2 separate regions of the Mus musculus genome follow, and region 1 is linked to region 2. The links are chromatin contacts, called in public promoter capture Hi-C maps. All regions are on one chromosome and are shown on one strand. Each heading gives the region's core, a stretch centred on a gene start, on an enhancer-like site or on the middle of the called end of the contact. The rest is flanking DNA. Distances are from core to core; before and after follow the strand shown. Region 1 holds the start of Krtcap3 (keratinocyte associated protein 3). Region 2 overlaps Gm38601 (a long non-coding RNA gene).

Evidence for each region. Promoter capture Hi-C pulls out the DNA fragments that hold promoters and counts their contacts.
Region 1: a promoter capture Hi-C map of hippocampal neurons shows a contact between it and region 2, with 6 times the contacts expected there. The contact joins the promoter of Krtcap3 here to the enhancer-like site in region 2. A contact is called at or near these places in 6 of 39 promoter capture datasets (the 3T3-L1 cell line, hippocampal neurons, liver and 1 more), 4 of 484 Hi-C or Micro-C datasets (embryonic stem cells, female germline stem cells and liver), 2 of 115 datasets of contacts at active chromatin or transcription factors (embryonic limb bud and pancreatic cancer cells) and 3 of 9 other capture datasets (adipose tissue, liver and pancreatic islet).

Annotation. Positions count from the first base shown.
Region 1 is chr5:31,250,422-31,253,121 of GRCm38.p6, forward strand. Krtcap3 (keratinocyte associated protein 3) reads left to right here and starts at 1,285. Exons shown (of 7, transcript NM_001363337.1): 1 at 1,285-1,393; 2 at 1,498-1,682; 3 at 1,771-1,830; 4 at 1,944-2,150; 5 at 2,234-2,368; 6 at 2,474-2,581; 7 at 2,673-2,700. The coding sequence starts at 1,366. The coding sequence ends at 2,581. It overlaps Nrbp1 (nuclear receptor binding protein 1), which reads left to right. Exons shown (of 18, transcript NM_147201.2): 15 at 123-176; 16 at 260-323; 17 at 471-526; 18 at 604-1,142. The coding sequence ends at 708.
Region 2 is chr5:31,079,672-31,082,371 of GRCm38.p6, forward strand. It overlaps Gm38601 (a long non-coding RNA gene), which reads right to left. Exons shown (of 2, transcript XR_868326.1): 2 at 762-1,735. Among named protein-coding and RNA genes, the nearest start is that of Gm38601, 2.8 kb to the right of the region's middle. Within about 2 kb of position 1,295, at least 15 of the 459 cell types and tissues checked have an H3K27ac peak or open chromatin away from gene starts, as enhancers often do. A contact at or near this core is called in hippocampal neurons, where this site is marked.

The DNA.
Region 1 (2,700 bases), core at 35-2,534, 170 kb after region 2:
AGGCACTGTCCTGTATGGAATGCATTTCTGCCTGCTGGCCACCGTTTTCTTCCGTGGGCCGGAAAGTCTCAGGGGTGTCACTGAGCAGTCTCTAGACTGTCCTCCTTGTCTGTCCTGTTCAGGTGGTGCTGATGCAGTGCAACATCGAATCTGTGGAGGAGGGAGTCAAACACCATGTAAGCTCAGGGCGGGGCTTCCCAGGGCTGACCACGCGGCCTGCTGGGGAGAAGGAGCCTCATTCTGATTGTCCTTTTTCTAGCTAACACTTCTGCTGAAGCTGGAGGACAAATTGAACCGGCACCTGAGCTGTGACCTGATGCCAAGTGAGCCTCTCCTTTCTTTTGGAGGAGGGAGGATCTATGAGCCATATCCCTTGAGGGGACATGTCAGGGACAGGGACAGGGACAGTACTTGACAGGGCTCTGATCCTCCCAGACTGTATTCAAGCACCCCTCCTGTCTCTCTGTCAGATGAGAGCATCCCGGACTTGGCAGCTGAGCTGGTGCAGCTGGGCTTCATTAGTGAGGTGAGGGTCCTGCCTGTGTTCTGGGTGCCTCCCTGCCCCCCCTCTCTCAGCCCTGCCTTACTGAGCTGCTTCCCCAGGCTGATCAGAGCCGCCTGACTTCTCTGCTGGAGGAGACGCTCAACAAGTTCAACTTCACCAGGAACAGTACACTCAACACAGCCACTGTCACCGTCTCCTCGTAGAGCTCACTTGAGCCAGGCCCCTAGCCAGGCTGTGGCTGTCCCTGGGCATGCTGCAGTCCTCCTGTCCCTTCTCCCCAGTCAGTATTACCCTTCGCGCCCATATTATTTAGGAGGGCTTTAGGGGCTCCCTGGTTGAGTATCACCCTGCCCCTTCCCCTCTCTTCCTCCCCTCTGCACTTTGTTTACTTGTTTTGCACAGACGTGGGCCTGGGCCTTCTCAGCAGCCACCTTCTAGCTGGGGGCTAGTAGCTGACCTGCTGCCTCCTGCCCTACTTGTGTGGACAGGAGGCCCACGGGCACTGGGGAAGCTGAGTTCTACAATCCCGCTGGGGCGCATGGGCAGGAGAGAAAGGTGGTGCTGCAGGGGTGGCCCCCCGGGGGGGGCATTCGAATCACCTCAGTTGCTGCTGTAATAAAGTCTACTTTTTGCTAAAGCATCTTGTGTTGTGCTTGCGGCTCAGTGGGTGGCACCGCCGCTTCGGTTGGGGCGGGGCGGGCCCAGGTAGGGTGGCCCCTTGGAGGCCGGGCCTTAGGTCAGGGGCGGGGCGGGGCCAGGTGGAGCCGCCTGCGGCGGCGCGGAAGCGGCGCTTGAGGTCGGCGTCGGGACAAAGCCAGGTCCAGGTAGAGCCTATGGGCGGAGGGAGTAGAGCGGCCACGATGAGGTGCTGCGGCGTCTGCGCCTTCGGTAAGTTGTACGGCTTTCTACCGCACCTGTGGTCCCACAGGGCGACGCTGGGCCTGGGGCCCCGCCCTGCACGGCTACTGTCCGCCCCTCCCCCTACCTTGCAGATGCCGCCCGAGGGCCCAGGCGGCTGATGCGCGTGGGACTCGCGCTGATCCTGGTGGGCCACGTGAACCTCCTGGTGGGAGCTGTGTTGCATGGTACTGTTCTGCGGCACGTGGCCAACCCCCGAGGCGCGGTCACTCCTGAGTACACCACAGCCAATGTCATTTCTGTGGGTTCGGGACTACTGGTGAGCGTCGCGGGAGGGTGGACAGGCAAGGCGGGTTGGGCTGGGCGCTGAGAGCCAGTAAGCCCTATTAGGCTTGTTGCTTCCGCAGAGCGTTTCAGTGGGACTTGTGGCCCTCTTGGCATCCAGGAACCTTCTTCGCCCACGACTGGTGAGAAGGGTGGAGGAGGTGTCTCAGCACACTACCAATGGACAGGAGCCTCAAATAGAGAAGTATCACGGAGAAACAAACAGGCTGTTTACCCAGGTCTTCTACCCCACTAGCACTGGGCCCTGCTGACGCTGGCCTTGGTGAACCTGCTCTTGTCTGCTGCCTGCTCCATGGGCCTCCTCCTGGCTGTATCGCTCACTGTTGCCAATGGTGGCCGCCGTCTTATTGCTGATTGCCACCCAGGACTGATGGATCCTTCCATACCGCTGGACCAGGGGCCTGGACACACTGACTGCTCCTTTGATCCCACAAGAATTTATGTGAGCTTATTCTTGCTATTGGAGAAACTCTGGTCCTCACCTTTGCTCCAAGGCCTAGTCCTCTTTGTTACTTTGGGTTTTAGGATACAGCTTTGGCTCTCTGGATCCCTTCTCTGTTCATGTCTGCAGCTGAGGCTGCTCTTTCTGGTTACTGTTGTGTGGCTGCACTCACGCTACGGGGAATTGGGCCCTGCAGGAAGGAAGGGTTGCAGGAACAGGTAAGGAAGAGGAACAGGAAGGGCTCGTTCCATACCCTGGTTGTGTTGAAAAGGAGCTGGTGTGTCAATTTAAGTCCCAATTACTGAATTCCCTCCTTTGGGCAGCTGCAGGAACTGACAGAGCTTGAACTTCCCGAGTGTAAAAGGCAGGAGAACGTGCAGCTGCTCCATGGCCGTCAGGACTTCCAGGCCTTACAGAAGACCTGGGTTTAGGTCAGGTGAAGGCCCTGGGGTGGGATGCATTCTTGGGGACGGGGGCTACGCTGCTTGCTCTCTGACTCAGGTTGGCTCTTTTCTTTGTCAGGCAGGTGTTCTTCTGAGGCGCAGTCCAC
Region 2 (2,700 bases), core at 45-2,544:
TCATTTCTGGCTTTAAAGACATCCAAAACCAGGAGAGACGGGCTACACAGATGAAGTAGCGGGAGAGCAGAGAGCAACTGAAGTGTTCTAAATGGAACCTGTTTGCAGAGACCATGACTCAGAAAGGGCGGGTGGGCAGGCGCAGGGCTGGGTAAAAGATCTCAGGTACACTACAGCCTGGCAGAGGGTGGAATGGTCTGCTGTACAGAGGTGAGCCAGGTTTGGCAAAGGGTTCCCGCTTGGTGGGGGTGGGGTTGAGATACCATAGGCTGAGATTTGTGTATCAATTCTCAAAGGAACATGGGTGCTGTTGAAGAGCAGTGGATCTAGGTACAGTTTTATGTTCTAAAGAGGGCTGAGACAGCCAGGCCTGCTATTGTGTGAATGAACCCCTTCCTGTCTTGAATCTTCTCATTTCCAGCCAATTCCCCAACCGGAGGGGTAAGCCTGACCGGCTGCAAGCAATACCACATGAAGGATATTTCTTACCGGTGCTTTGTTCCACTTAGACTGTACAAGTGTAAAACTGGAGCCCATGAGGCTGCCGCAGATTTCTGCAGAACTTGGAGCCATCCCTCCCCGTGTGGAAGCGGTATTGCTGCCAAGTGGCATGCACATTTTCCTTAGTTGCTAAGTGGTGGGAGGTGTTCCTGCCCTGCTTGCTTTGGCTCTCCTAATCATAACACAGCTCTAAATTGAATAAACTCCCCTACAGCCAGAAGTTAGGTCTTAGAATACAAGGAGATAAAAATGAAAGCAGCTATTAGCAAAGAAAACATTTTAATTAAATCGCCATGTCTGGCTGAGACTTTTCTCCATCTGCCGAGAAGCCACCTTGAGTGTGCTGTGTGATTCTCACTAGCCGCCTGAAGTCAGTTTCCTGACCTCAATACTCAAGACATTTGACCTATTTTTTTTCGGGATCAGTTAACAGTTCTGTGTCAGGTGCTGACCTAAGCATTTTGCAGATCTAATATTTCTTTGGGTATTTTAGATGAATCCTTCAAACCTATCCAACCCATCGAAAGACAGCTCGTCATTTACCTCCAGCTCCTCGAGGTTATAGAAAATTGGGAAAATTACAGCAAGTATAGAAAATTGCTTGAAAGTCAGTGGCCCTCCAGAGCTCTGCATCCTACCCCCTAGCTGACCACTAGGCGTGTCAAGGCCTGAGAGCCGTGAAGAGTGGAGTTTGAAGTTTCCCGTGTAAATCTGGCAGGAGGCTGACCCTGTAGCACCATCCCACAGATGGTAGGGATGTTGGCTGGTGAGAGACAAAACAGGATGAAGACAAATGGGCTGAGCTTGTGGGGAAGGCTGGAGGCAGCACCCAGAATAGATGGAGAAGCACTGTCCTACTAGCAGGGAGATCAGTCAGGAGCTTGCAGTACACTGAGATAGTAAGTCAAGATGATCTGGGTTAAGAAATGGCAGGGGTGCTTAGTGGTGGTAGTGGTTCATGCAGGTGGATCTCTGATTTCATGGCCAGCCTAGTCTACACAGCAAGTTCAGGACAGCCAGGGCCACACAGAGAAACCTTGTCCTGGAAAACAGAGAGAGGACAGGAGTGGGGAGGTGTATAATTGTGGTACTGCGGGCTGGTGTGTTAAGCTGAAGAGGCAGAGGCAGGAGGATCATGAGTTCAAGCCCCCCCCCCCCCCTTGGTTCTACCTATAGCAGCTAAGTAAGACTGTCATACCTCTGATTCCAGCACTTGGGAGACAGGCAGGCAAATCTAAATTTGAGACATAAGGAGTTTGAGGCCAACCAGGGCTACCCAGTGAGACCCTGACTCACTAAAAACCACCCAGGGACTGGGGAGATGGCCTAGGGATCAAAAGTACTGGAAGCCTTGCAGACTGAATCATTGCACTCTAATGAGGAATGGGAGGGTGTCTGACCTCTTGTGGCCTCCACAGGCACTGCAGGCATGTGTCAGTCATACATGAAGGCAAAATACTCACACACATAACACATGCACGCACGCGCACACAGCCCTTTTTTCTGCAACAGGGCCTCACTGTAGTTCTAGGAGTCACAGAGATAATTCCTGCCCCTGCCTCCCTAGTACTTTGATAAAAGGTGTGTGCTACCATACCTGGCATAATAAATAAAAAAGTAATTTTTAGAGATATGGACAAGTTGGAGCTCTGGAGTGGCTGAGTGGTTAAGGCTAATGCTCTTACAGAGATCCCAAGTTTGGTTCCCACATCTACTCTGGATATTTCACAACATGCATGTGAGTATGCATAAGCTAAAGTATTTGGAGCTGGAGAAATTGTTAGGTGGTTAAGAGCATATAACATTCTTCCTGAGGACCAGAGTTTGATTTCCAGCACCCACATATAAGGGTACTCACAACAGCCTGTAACTCCAGTTTCAAGGGATTGTCCAGGGTTACCCACACATATGTGACATACTTCACCCACCACATAATTAAAAATAATAAAATCTCGGGATCAGCAGTTAAAGGCTAGGCTTACAACCAAAAGTATGAGTTTGATTCCCAGTATCCATGACTGTCCCCATCCAATAAAAATAATTGTGGTTTGTTGTTGTTGTTGGAAATGGCACAGAGGGTACTGGACAGGTGACTCAGACAGAGCAGTGCTTGCCTTGCAAACAGGACCCAGGTTCAATCCCCAGAGCCTGTGTGTTTGTTATTGATTTTGGTTTTTGAAACAGGGTCTTAGTACACAG